4 separate regions of the Mus musculus genome follow, and all the other regions are linked to region 3. Evidence: chromatin contacts called from public HiChIP or PLAC-seq and promoter capture Hi-C data. All regions are on one chromosome and are shown on one strand. The core of a region is the stretch at or near the end of the contact, and the rest is flanking DNA. Distances in the headings are between cores, read along the strand shown.

Region 1 (2,878 bases), core at 149-2,648, 120 kb before region 3:
CGGCTACCACTACAGATCCACACCAAAGCGGCCATGGCTCTCCAGCTGCAGTGCGTATCTAAACTCCCACAAAGCACTGGGAGAGGCTGCATGTCCTGATAGTCAGAGCTGATGAAGGCCTTTGGGAGTTCTGAGCTGGACCCCGGGTCTAGGGGTCCACTTGATAGAATGTCATTCTTCTTGATGACCTCTTTAGCGATGACCTGATGCTCAGGTTGTCAAGTTTGGGATGAGTTTGAACTTAGGCACTTGAACGTCTCTCTTGTTTTGGGTGTCCCTGCTTTGCAGAAAGTTCAGCATGTGTACTGTCGGCTAGCTGAGCCATCTCACCCCATGAGATTCCTAGGGCTGACATTTCCAGATTAGTCCATGTATGCAATCAAGGGTTGGAATTAAAGTGAGACTAACAGGGACATTTGTTGAGTGCCAGTTATATGCCAAGCACAATAGCCAGATGCCAAGTCTTCTTGAGTCTTTATGGCATCTTACCTTTCACATTCACTTAGCACAGACGTGGACACCTCACAGATGCTAGAGAAGTAGTCTTCAGAGAAATGAAAACTGCTCAGTCCCCAGGCAGGTGAGCTGGCTCAGTGGGGAAAGGGGCTTGCTGCCAACCTTGACAACTGAGTTTCAAAAGTTTCCCCCACGACCTCCACATGGGCACCATGGCACGTGCAAACTCAGACCTAAGCACATTAGTTAATAGTCCCAAGCTTTTGGGACGATGAGGCAGAAGGATCCGAGTTTCAGGTCAGCCTGAGCTGCAGTGGAGAAACTTTATCTTTAAAAAGAAGAAAAAAGATCTGTGCATGGTGGTGATATACATCTTTCATCTCAGCACTTGGGAAGCAGAGGCAAAAAGATCTCTGAGGTCAACACCAACCTGATCTACTGCAAGTTCCAGTCCAGCCAGGGCTACATTGAGAAAAGGGGGAGGGGGTAGAAGAGCCTCTCTGATGTCCCGTGAATCTAGTTTTACAGATAGTAAGCATTGAGGCTCAAGTAGTCACAGGTCACATGGTTGGTAGGTCAGAGTCAGAATCCAAGCTCAGTGTGTCTAAGTTCCAAAGCTTCTGTCTGCATCTCTCCCCCTCCCCCTCCCCTCCCCTCCCCTCCCCCTCCCCCCCCTCTCTCTGCTCCCCTCACAGACATTACATCAATTCCCTCCCCCACAGCCTGCTCTGGAGTGGTCTCTGTTTGCGCAGCCCCAGCAGCTGTGTCACTGGCCTTGTGGAGACCAATGAAGGGTTTAATTCCAACCCTTGATTGCATAAGCCCCAGGTTCCATCCCTACAGCATGTGCACACAAACACACATTTACCAACACTCTCCCACTGCCTCTCATTTATTTGTCAGCTGCTATGGACCTTGGCACTGAGGAAGGCGAGGATTAGGGAGGTCAGTTGCCTGAGGTTAGCTATGTGTCAGGGCTTGACCAGAACTAGATCCCAGGGTGCTGCCAAGGCCAAGGGGTGCAGGGAGCCTGGGATATTGGAGCCTGCATGTCACCTCTGACAGTTCTCCTGTCTGCTGGTCCCAGGTGAGAGCTGTCGTACGGACGGGACGTTTGCCTATGATGCCGACTTGAGCTGCTGCAGCTCCTTGTGAGTATCAGCTCTGTCTGGGACACCAGTTCCTCTCCTCAGCCCCTCCCGAACTCCTACAAGCATGATTTGCCTTTCTTCCAGTCACAGCTTCTTCTTCACCATCCTCAGAGTGGCCTCATGTCCAAGCTGTAGCTCCAACCATGCAACAGCACACCAGTGGCCTCTTAAATGACTTTAGGGAGGATGGAGATCAGAGAATACTACAGCATCACCATGCATGTTCACTGTATGAAAAGCCCTGGGTTCCATCCCTACAGCATGTGCACACACACACACACACACACACACTCACCATCAAGCTTAGATTTTAGTAGTCAAATTTTGGCGGCTTGGTCAGAACTAGCTGCAAGCAAGACTGCAGGCTTCTGCAGGCTCGGGGTGTAGCTCAGCTGGTAGAGTACTTCCCCTGCCATGCACAAAGCCCTGGTTCAATCCCCAGCACTGCATACCCTGATGCACACCTGTCATGTCTACATTCAGAAGGTAGAAGCAAGAGGACCAGAGAGTCACCGCTGGCTACATAATGAGTTCAAGACAAACCTGGGATATATGAAACCTCCCTCAAAATGTTTTAAAAACAATTCTGTTAGAAACATTGCCCATCCCCGTTTGCTCAGGATTGAGGAGTTTCCCAAGATATGGGATTTTCAGTTTAAATCCAATAAAACCCTCAGCAGGCCTGTGGTAGGGAGTTATCCTGGTCCTGTAAAGATTCTGATGTTGGCAAGTAGTGGCCCCTGCCAGTGGCCTGTGCCCTACCATACCAATGTTGATATTGGCACTACATTTGTATTCCCGAACCCATGTGTGTATAAACTAGCCCATAACTGACCTGATTTAGCAGAGGTGAGCAGAATCACACTAAGGACCCATTCGCTGAGCTTGCCATGTGATTGTGTATCATTGGCTTTTGTTAGCTGCTGTGTGGCTAGTTATCTGTTACGTGGGCTCTACAGTCTGAAGTGCTTGACAAACGTTAGTTCCTGTCATTTTTCACAGTGACACCAATCTTCATCATCCCATTTTACAGATGGAGAAGCTGAAGATTAGGGAAACAAAGTTTAGCATCCCAAGGGTCAGACAGACTTGGCTTGTGAGCAGAAGCAGGCTGGAATGCGAACTCAGGAGTCTACGCCCTTGCTAGGTCTGTGTTCCCAGACTTCTGGAGGTGGAAGTCAGAGTGTTAAAAGTTCAAAGCCCAAGCCCAGTGAGGTCATCTTATTTTAAAAGTAGTGAATAATGAGAACTTCCTACATTGGGCTGGGGGT
Region 2 (2,700 bases), core at 22-2,521, 120 kb after region 3:
TATAGCCCTGGCTGTCCTGGAACTCACTTTGTAGACCAGGCTGGCCTCGAACTCAGAAATCCACCTGCCTCTGCCTCCCGAGTACTGGGATTGCTGCTGTGTGGTTGTGTTCATCACTATGACTGCTCCACCACGCCCGGCTTGAACATCTGTATTTTTAAATTTTTTGATATTTCTTTATTTTTTTGAATCAGGGTTTTTCTGTGTAGTCCAGGCTGGCCCTGAGTCACAGCAATGCTCCTGTTTTAGCCTACTCAACAATAGAGTACTATGCCTGGCATTTTTTTTTTAAGGTAGGGTGTTGTGTAGCCCAGGATAGCCTTGAACTTGATAGTAGCTAAGAATGAACACAGGCATGTGCCACCATGCATGTTTTATGTGGTGCTGAGTATCACAGCCCTAAGTGCATGTGGGACAAACACTGCCACTTGAGCCACAAGGGCAGTCATCAGGAAGCCAATGTTTGTTGTTCCCTTGCTTGTCTAGTTTCACGTGGGCTGTTACTTAAGGTGCTACCGCAGTTTGCTTTTTCGTACCAAACTTCTGTCCCTAAGAACCTGTACTGATGCCTGCTGTGTGGTTGTGTTCATCACTATCACTGCTCCAAATACTCTGTGATGTTCGCTCCACTTTCCTCTTAATGTGGGCTATTTCCATGTTTCCTGCAACCATTCTTGTGCTTGGCTCCAGGAGACTATGTACATGCAAGAAATTGCTGGTACCCTTATATTCTACAGTGAGTTTTTTAAAAGAATTATTTATATTTTATGAATATGAATACACTGTAGGCTGTCTTCAGACACACCAGAAGAGGGCATCAGATCCCATTACAGATGGTTGTGAGCCACCACATGGTTGATGGGAATTGAACTCAGGACCTCTGGAAGAGCAGTCAGTACTCTTAACCACTGAGCCATCTGTCCAGCTCCCTCAGTCCCAGGGACTCTTGGTCCTGCCTCATCCTGCTCCTTCGCCCATGCCCTGCTGCACAACAGCTTCCCACCAGGGCTTCAGCCGTGGCTCTCATCCAGGAATTCCTCCTGTTGCAAGGGTGTGGTCCTAAAGCAGTCTGGCTGTGCACTCCTGTTTGGCATACCTGTCCATGCTTTCTGAGGCTCTCAGGACCATGCCTGGTTTCCTAACTGGGATCTGAGGCTTTTGCTCCGACCTCTCTTGGCTTTGTCAACTTCCGCATCCTACTCCTGGGCTAACAATGGGGGTAGGAGTGTTTTCTTAGTAGATTTTTATTTTTACTTCAGCTTTTTGTGTGGCTGTCCCTTCAGACAGGAAGCTGTCCCCAACTTCCTCTGAGAGCTCGACTCCTTGCCCTTTAGTGTGCCTCTCCCCTTAGTTCCTCACACTTCCCTCCTGAGGGCATCCCAGAGCGTCTGGTCCAAGCCTGTTTACCTGTCTATGTCCCTAGGTGGGCTCCGAGCCTCACGGTCCTCACTGCCAGCAGTATCTCTGGTCTGGAGCACACCAGCTATGTTTAGTTTGTGTAGAGTGGGGTTAGTGCTGTGGATGAACAACCCAGTAAATGACTTGGTTAAAAAGCCCAAACCCTGAAAAGCACATATGTTTCAAGCTGCCAGACCTTCAGTGTTGTCAGATGGGGTCCCATCCTGCTATGGGCAAGGCAAATGTATTTTCCCCCAGACTTTTTTTTTTTTTAAAGATTTATTTATTATTATACATAAGTACACTGTAGCTGTCTTCAGATGTGCCTGAAGAGGGCATTAGATCTTATTAGGGCTACCATGTGGTTGCTGGGATTTGAACTCAGGACCTTTATGGAAGAGCAGTCAGTGCTCTTACCCACTGAGCCATCTCCCCAGCCCCAGACTGTTTTTTGCTTGTTTGTTTTTGGGGAGGTTTTGGTTCTTTGTTTTTTGTTTTTTGTTTTTTTGTTTTTGTTTTTGGACAGGGTCTCAATATGTCCTCTGGGCTGGCCTGTAACTTGCAATCCTCCAGCTACAGTCATATGTATGTTGGGACCACAGGCATGGACCATTATGCTTAGCCAGGCATAAGCCTGTTCTCTAGGTCTTCCTGTGAGGGGTTATGTTGTAGGATGGACCACAGGATGGATTTTGCTTTGTTCCTCACTCAGGCCATGGAGAGTAAGCTGCTTGTCGGAGGAAAAAATATAGTAGATCATACAAACGAACAGCAGAAGATCCTGGAGCAAAAACGCCAGGAGATCGCAGAGCAGGTAACCTTGCATTCTTGTATGGGGAAGAAGGCGTGCACTGACATCAGGGCACAGAGCAGTCAGCAGTGGGATGAGAGCAGCTCCAGAGGGAACGGACAGGAGCTGTCAGCCCATGCTAGCCAGAGCCGACTGGGCGCATCCAGCCCATAGTGTGTAGACATGGTCACTAGGGCAAGCTGATGGATTTTGTGGTATTGCTCAGAAACGTCGAGAAAGAGAAATCCAGCAGCAAATGGAGAGTCGAGATGAGGAGACCCTGGAACTGAAAGAGACTTACACCTCACTGCAGCAGGAGGTAGACATCAAGACCAAAAAGCTCAAAAAGGTAGGAGATGGGTGCTGGGAGCCTGGGGGAGGGGCACGCCTTCCTTGGTCAGCCTTTCCTCAGCTGTGTCTCTCGGCTCTAGCTCTTTTCCAAGCTTCAGGCCGTGAAGGCCGAGATCCACGACCTCCAAGAAGAACACATCAAAGAGCGCCAGGAGCTGGAG
Region 3 (2,817 bases), core at 164-2,663:
ATCATAAACAGCCCTCTCTGAACTTCTGGTTTCCATCTCTCCAATGGGGATAGGTGCAACATATAACCTCTGGTACACTCATACCACAAGATGTTGATGACCCACAAGAGGGCCCAAGGACAAGAACTCACAAGAGCAGTGACTAGCTATTGGATGGGAGACAGTGAGCCAAAGAAGTTAATACACAGTTTGAGTGTTAGCTTGGGCCTTGACCTCTGTGCTTAGTGACCTATCTGGATGCCTAGATCATCCCAGTGTGGAAGGATGAGACTCAAGTGTAAGCCTGGGGCCTTGGGTTTTTGTGCCTGGCCTCTAGCCTGAGAGACTGACTAGATTACATTGCGTGAAATCAGGCTTTGGAGGGTGTCTAGGTTCTAAACTCTGCTCTGCCCTTGATAAAGTGTGATCTAGAGTGGAGAGATGCCCTTATCTTTTAGTAGGGTCTCTTCTAAACCTGTCTGTAGTGAGGGTGAGGTGAGATGGTACAGGTAGAGCCCACAGTTGCCATCTTTAAGAAGCTACTAAAGCTGAACCATTATTTTAGGCAGTTGGAGTTGGAGCCTAAACGTACATATTTTCTGGCCGTTTTATTTATTTATGAAGCAAATACTTAGTGAGTAGCTGCTGTGCTGTGTGATGAGAACACAACAGAGTACAGGATTTACAGTGTAATGGGGAAACAGACATTGATCAGGCAGCAAAGCATATGCTGGTGCTCCTTGTCTCGGTGAGATTACATCTCAGTTTGATAGAGTCGGAGATGGATGTATATCTCACACGCCAAAGTTAGTGTGGTTGCTACAGAAGGCCTCTAACCGGCAGAACATCGCCAATTCAAAAGATCCTAAGTAGACCCTTTATAAGGTGACCACCATCTATAATTAGGAAGTAGGTTGAGAGCAAGGAAAAAGCAGTTACAGGGCTCTGCAAAGTCTCAGAACAGGAGGCCTGTCTTGTGTGGGATCAGAAAAGAAGCTGTGCTTAAGCAGAAACCCAAAGGAAGCCTCTGGTCCTCAGCTCCCCAAGGACCTGTGGGAAGCCAGATGCAGCTCCCCAACCTGTTCCTCTTGCTCCCAGACAGCGACACTGTATCCTGGTGTGGTTTTCGGCATCTGCTTTGTGTTGAATTGCTTCATCTGGGGAAAGCACTCATCAGGAGCAGTAAGTACCTTTCCCCGCTGCCAAGCCCCTCTCCAGCAAGGAGAGCTGGTGAGGCTCAGTCCTATTCCCTAAGGACATTTCCTGTTACTGTTCCCTTCCCTTTTCTGAGCCCCCAGAGTTCTGTTCCCAGCTGTAGGGGTTGAAGGTTGGCTGGGGTTTCCCCAGCATTGCCCATCTTATCATCTGCCTGTGCCCTGGCCCTGGCCTTTCTGCAGGCTTGGGAACAGCTGGCCACAGATGACTTCTCTAAAGGGAGGTTTCCACACTCCAGGGGCCAGTCGGGGAATTCCCCGTGGTTTAATCAAGTGAGAGCTGCCTGGTATTCGTGGAGAAGGCTCACCTCAGCATCCTGTCAGCACCAACCCAGAGTGGAGCTCCCATTAAGCCTTGAGGTTGCCAGCAGCTCCTCGGGACTCTGTGACGGAGGGAGGGTGGGGCAGGTGCTTGTTAGGGCTGCTAAGGACTCTGGATATGGTATGAGTGTAGGCTGCTGCTTTCCAGCAGCATGAACACTTCCCCCACCCTGGTATTCAAGGTGGGCTTTCTAAAGAGCACAGAGACAGTAGGAAATGAAGCAGTGGAGCCATCCAGAGGTGAATACCTACCGTGGAGGTTTTAGATGTGTACTCTTTCCATCTTTCTCCTTCAACAGAGATGTTTAAAATGAGAGTATATGATTTAAAATTTACAACGAATGATGCTTATTGTAATACTGTTCTAAACATTTAATGTCCTCTGTTTCTTATTTTTAGGTTGCATACACAGTAATACATTGCATTGCAGCATTTTACACTCTGTCACTCTGCTTTGTCACTCACTCAGTCTTTACTCACTGTCCTCTTCCTTGTCCCTGCCCCCTCTGGCTGCTCCCCTTCTTCCCCAGCTGACTCCCAACTTCTGCTTTCTTATCACATGTATTCCATTACCCTATTTCCCCTACGTGAAGATCTCTTCCTTCCTTCTAATGATCCCTCTCTAGTTTCATGAGTTACATATACACATATATAAATGTAGATACAAAAATGTTTAGTGTAGGTTCTATGTATAAGAGAAAACTTGCAGTATTTGTCTTTCAGAGTCTGGCTTATTTTAACATAACAGTTTCAAGTTCCATCCATTTCCCGCAGAGTGTTGGTATTTCCTTTTCTTCATCTTCGGTACATCCATTTCCTGGCTGTTGGGACCAGTGCAGCAGTAGAGGTGGATGTACAAGTGTCTTTGTAGTGTGCTGACTGAAAGTTCTCTGCATCTGTACCCAAGTAATAGAGCTGAGCCATGTGGGATCTGTGTTTTTACTTTATACTGGTTTCTATAGTGGCTGCACAAATTTACCCTCCCACATTAATATGTTGTTAACATACTGATTTTTGCACAAGCCTTATAGAAAATGACTTACAGAAGATGATGGGGAAGATGAAAAATATCAGTTCTAACCCCACCCCCCTTCTACAGAAGCACTGTTAGCTTTCTGTTGTAGGCTTTTCCAGACACATGCACATCCAAACACTGAATTTGGGAGCCTAGGGTGCAGCTCAGTTAGCAGAGTGCTTGCCTAGCGTGCTGGGAACCCTGAGTTCCGGCTGCAGCACTTCATGGACTCACTATGCTAGTGCATGCCTTCCGATCCCAGCACCCAGGAGCTGGAGGCAAGAGGAT
Region 4 (3,024 bases), core at 356-2,855, 100 kb after region 3:
AAGGATTAAGGGTGACTCCTAAGTTTTTGGCCCAAGCAGTTAGGTAGATTTAGAGGTGCCATCTGCCTCTCAAAGGATTAGAGGTCTCTGGTGAGGGGCCCTGAGAGGAACAACTGAATTATTCCAAGAGGCCCAAGGTACTACCAGTGCCTTAGCCCCTGCTGAAGGAAGACAGCCTGGAGGGTCTTACATTGTCCACCTAAGTCATCCAGATCTGCTTTTCCCAGGCTGGCTCGATGCCGGTCTGTGGAGTAGTAGTAAGTGGGTGCTCTGATGGGGTCCTGCTTACCTCTCTCTGGCTGTTTCAGTTGCCGTCCTAACCTGGGGATCTTGGCTGATGGAGGTTGGAAGGAATCTAGCCAGCTCTGGGGGAGAGCATATACTCACTAACACAGCTCACCCCCAGCACCTCAGATGGCCATGCTCTCCCTGCCAAAATGCCTCTTTCCTGGCTGCTGAACAGTAGGTCTTAAGGTTCAGAGCTTTTTAGACAGGGGAAGGCTTTGTAAAGCTGCTGTATTCTGCCAAAATTCCTAGAGGACTCTTGAACGTAGTAGCTCATCCAAGCAAGGGCTCCAGGCCTCATTTCCCATGCACTAGGAAAGGCCTTTGTTCATTTGGCGGTCAGTGAGGCCTGTTAGCGTTGTGGGACTCACAACTGCACACACTACTCCGAGTAGCTCTGGTGTTTTCTTTGCTCCTTCTTGAGTCTCATCCTCAGTCAGTGGTGGCCACATGGAGTGTGGGTTGTCCCAGGCTTCAGGTAAGGACACGTAGATACCTAGAAATCAGTCCTATTTGCTAGTGTATTCTGTACCTGCTAAGGGTTAAGGTAGGAAGATTGATGCTGGTTTAAGTGTGCTGCGCATGACAGAAGCACTTCTTGAACATGCACAGTCTAAGCCTAGATTGGAAAAATCAGGGTCTGGATTTCACCAGGATCCACTCACCCAGGTCAGATGTGAAACTATGGTCTCCTTCCATTTCCCTCCGGTCAAGCCACAGAAGCCAAAAGCAGTGCAGCAGTGGCCGAGAAAGAGGAGCTACTGAAAGCGCTGAGGGTGAAGCCACCCAGACAGCTGGGTGAATTATGGGTGGAGCTGTTCAAACAGCTGGATAATCTCTAGGTGGAGCTGTCCCAGCTGCAGGTCACTAAAGTAACTGTTGTTAGCATCATCTGTGTAGTCAAGATCTGAGCTGTCAAATCGAACTTTTGGGGTCACCTTTCTTAACCTTTGGAGAGAAAATCCTACAAAGACAAGAAGTACAAGCACCTGACTTAAGACCCTAGAAGACAGGGGTCATGCAGGGGCAAGAAGCCCCTCACCTAGACCCCAGAAGACAAGAGACCTACACACTCCTCACCCCCTTCACCAGGCCCAGAGCTGAAGACAGTGTAGGAGCTGCAGGAGGAGCTGTGCCTGCACACAGCTCAAAGAACACAGCCAAGGCCTGAGGTCACCCCAACAGTAAAACACGAAGCTGGCTCAGAACAACACCCCCATCCCCCAAGACTTTGTGCTACCAGCAAGCTGATAGTGTGTTTCGATAGCTAAGCTAAGGCTTGCTGAGCCAAGCTTGCAAGCCCTGCTTTCATTTGGTCTTCAGCAGTCTTTGTACAGGAACTGTTCCTCCCAGTTCCCAGAAGAGGGAAGTAGAGACTGTGTGAGTCAAATACTTCCCCAAAGATGCTGATCCGGAGTCCACCGCTCAGCCTACTATTCACTTTTCTCTAAGAAAGTTATTTATTAATTATGATTGTGCATTTTTGTGTGTGCATGGTGTGTGTACATGAGAACACGTGTGCCTGTGAAGGTCAGAGGACTTTTGTAGAGTCAGTCCATCTCCTACCTTTCTATGGGTTTCAGGGGTCAAACTCTGCCATCCACTGAACCATCGAGCTGGCCTTCTACTGCTCCCTCCCTCCCTCCCTCCCTCCCTCCCTCCCTCCCTCCCTCTGTTCCTTAGGATGCAGAGCCTCTTGCACGCTAAGCACAGGCTGCACCACTGAGGGGCATCCTCAGCCCCATCTGTTGTTTTTCAGAGGAGCAGTGACCACAGCATCCATTTGTCCGAGGCCTTTCTCTTCTGTGCCTGGGTAACTAGTTTGAAATGCAAATAGCAACCAGGTGCAGTGGGACTTGGTTATAATCCTGAGTGCTACTCAGGAGGTAGAGGCGGAAGGGTCAGGAGTTGTTTGGGGTTACACAGTTCCTTTGAGGTTAGCAGGCATTATAAGAGACCCCATCTCAACAAAGAAACCAACCAAAAAGTGACTTCAAAGGATGTTTGAGGAGATGGGAAACTCCTTTGTCTGTTTTAGAGTAATGGTGAATCTTCTCAGTATTTGATGGATGAGGCTACAGACCCAGCTTTGGGCTAGATAGGCAGGCCAGCCTTATCCTTTGAAGTAGTCTAGCTGCCGGCCTCACACAGCTGAAGCTGGAGCCTTGAGCTTCTTTTCCCAGTCACTTAACCCTCAACTCACTTAGTCCTGCCTGTTACATATACACGAAAGAGGGGAGGGTACAGAAGCCCTTCATTCAGTGCCTTTAGAAAGCTTGGTTAAGGGCTGATACGATGGCTTAGCTGATAAAGGTGCCTGATGGCCTGAGTTCAAGTCCAGACACACAGTGAACAGAGAGAATCAGATCCTGCAAGTTGTTCTCCTACCTCCACACATGCACTGTGACCTTCGCCCATGGGTGCACACACAAAGTAGATGAACACAGTATTAAAAAAAAAAGGCTTTGGCTCAGATCTTTAATCCAGCACTCAGGAGGCTGAGGCAGATGGATCTCTGTGAGTTCAAGCAGTCAGGGCTAAATGGTAAGACGCTGTCTGAAACTCATCTCCCAAATTAAAAAAATATATATATATTTAAGAAGATCTATTGGTCAAGCCTTTGCTATCACAGAAAATTCTGTCACTTGTATTGTGACATGGGGAAATCAGTCAACCTGCCTGGACCTCAGTGTCTGTCTCTCCCTTAGTGTATGTTTAAGTATGTCTGTAGCTGCATAC

The links. HiChIP or PLAC-seq counts read pairs in DNA pulled down with a chosen protein or histone mark. Capture Hi-C pulls out chosen DNA fragments and counts their contacts.
Region 1: an H3K4me3 HiChIP or PLAC-seq map of bone marrow-derived macrophages shows a contact between it and region 3, with 5 times the contacts expected there. The contact joins two enhancer-like sites. A contact is called at or near these places in 2 of 484 Hi-C or Micro-C datasets (the C10 cell line and nephron progenitors), 4 of 115 datasets of contacts at active chromatin or transcription factors (the HPC-7 cell line, bone marrow-derived macrophages and embryonic stem cells) and 4 of 9 other capture datasets (adipose tissue, embryonic stem cells, liver and 1 more).
Region 2: a promoter capture Hi-C map of adipose tissue shows a contact between it and region 3. The contact joins two enhancer-like sites. A contact is called at or near these places in 1 of 484 Hi-C or Micro-C datasets (nephron progenitors), 1 of 115 datasets of contacts at active chromatin or transcription factors (embryonic stem cells) and 4 of 9 other capture datasets (adipose tissue, embryonic stem cells, liver and 1 more).
Region 4: a promoter capture Hi-C map of adipose tissue shows a contact between it and region 3. The contact joins two enhancer-like sites. A contact is called at or near these places in 2 of 39 promoter capture datasets (cranial neural crest and macrophages), 1 of 484 Hi-C or Micro-C datasets (nephron progenitors), 2 of 115 datasets of contacts at active chromatin or transcription factors (CD8 T cells and effector CD8 T cells) and 3 of 9 other capture datasets (adipose tissue, liver and pancreatic islet).

The regions. Positions count from the first base shown.
Region 1 is chr2:153,074,858-153,077,735 of GRCm38.p6, forward strand. It overlaps Ccm2l (cerebral cavernous malformation 2-like), which reads left to right. Exons shown (of 10, transcript NM_001372363.1): 6 at 1-50; 7 at 1,544-1,607. Among named protein-coding and RNA genes, the nearest start is that of Ccm2l, 10 kb to the left of the region's middle. Within about 2 kb of position 1,399, at least 29 of the 459 cell types and tissues checked have an H3K27ac peak or open chromatin away from gene starts, as enhancers often do. A contact at or near this core is called in the HPC-7 cell line and bone marrow-derived macrophages, where this site is marked.
Region 2 is chr2:153,318,165-153,320,864 of GRCm38.p6, forward strand. It overlaps Kif3b (kinesin family member 3B), which reads left to right. Exons shown (of 9, transcript NM_008444.4): 3 at 2,111-2,212; 4 at 2,415-2,537; 5 at 2,620-2,700. Among named protein-coding and RNA genes, the nearest start is that of 2500004C02Rik, 26 kb to the right of the region's middle. Within about 2 kb of position 1,272, at least 68 of the 459 cell types and tissues checked have an H3K27ac peak or open chromatin away from gene starts, as enhancers often do. A contact at or near this core is called in adipose tissue, where this site is marked.
Region 3 is chr2:153,197,273-153,200,089 of GRCm38.p6, forward strand. It overlaps Tm9sf4 (transmembrane 9 superfamily protein member 4), which reads left to right. Exons shown (of 18, transcript NM_133847.3): 13 at 1,078-1,161. Among named protein-coding and RNA genes, the nearest start is that of Tspyl3, 27 kb to the right of the region's middle. Within about 2 kb of position 1,414, at least 62 of the 459 cell types and tissues checked have an H3K27ac peak or open chromatin away from gene starts, as enhancers often do. A contact at or near this core is called in the HPC-7 cell line, adipose tissue, bone marrow-derived macrophages and 1 more, where this site is marked.
Region 4 is chr2:153,297,551-153,300,574 of GRCm38.p6, forward strand. All of the region lies in intron 1 of Kif3b (kinesin family member 3B), which reads left to right. Among named protein-coding and RNA genes, the nearest start is that of Gm39961, 7.6 kb to the left of the region's middle. Within about 2 kb of position 1,606, at least 85 of the 459 cell types and tissues checked have an H3K27ac peak or open chromatin away from gene starts, as enhancers often do. A contact at or near this core is called in adipose tissue and pancreatic islet, where this site is marked.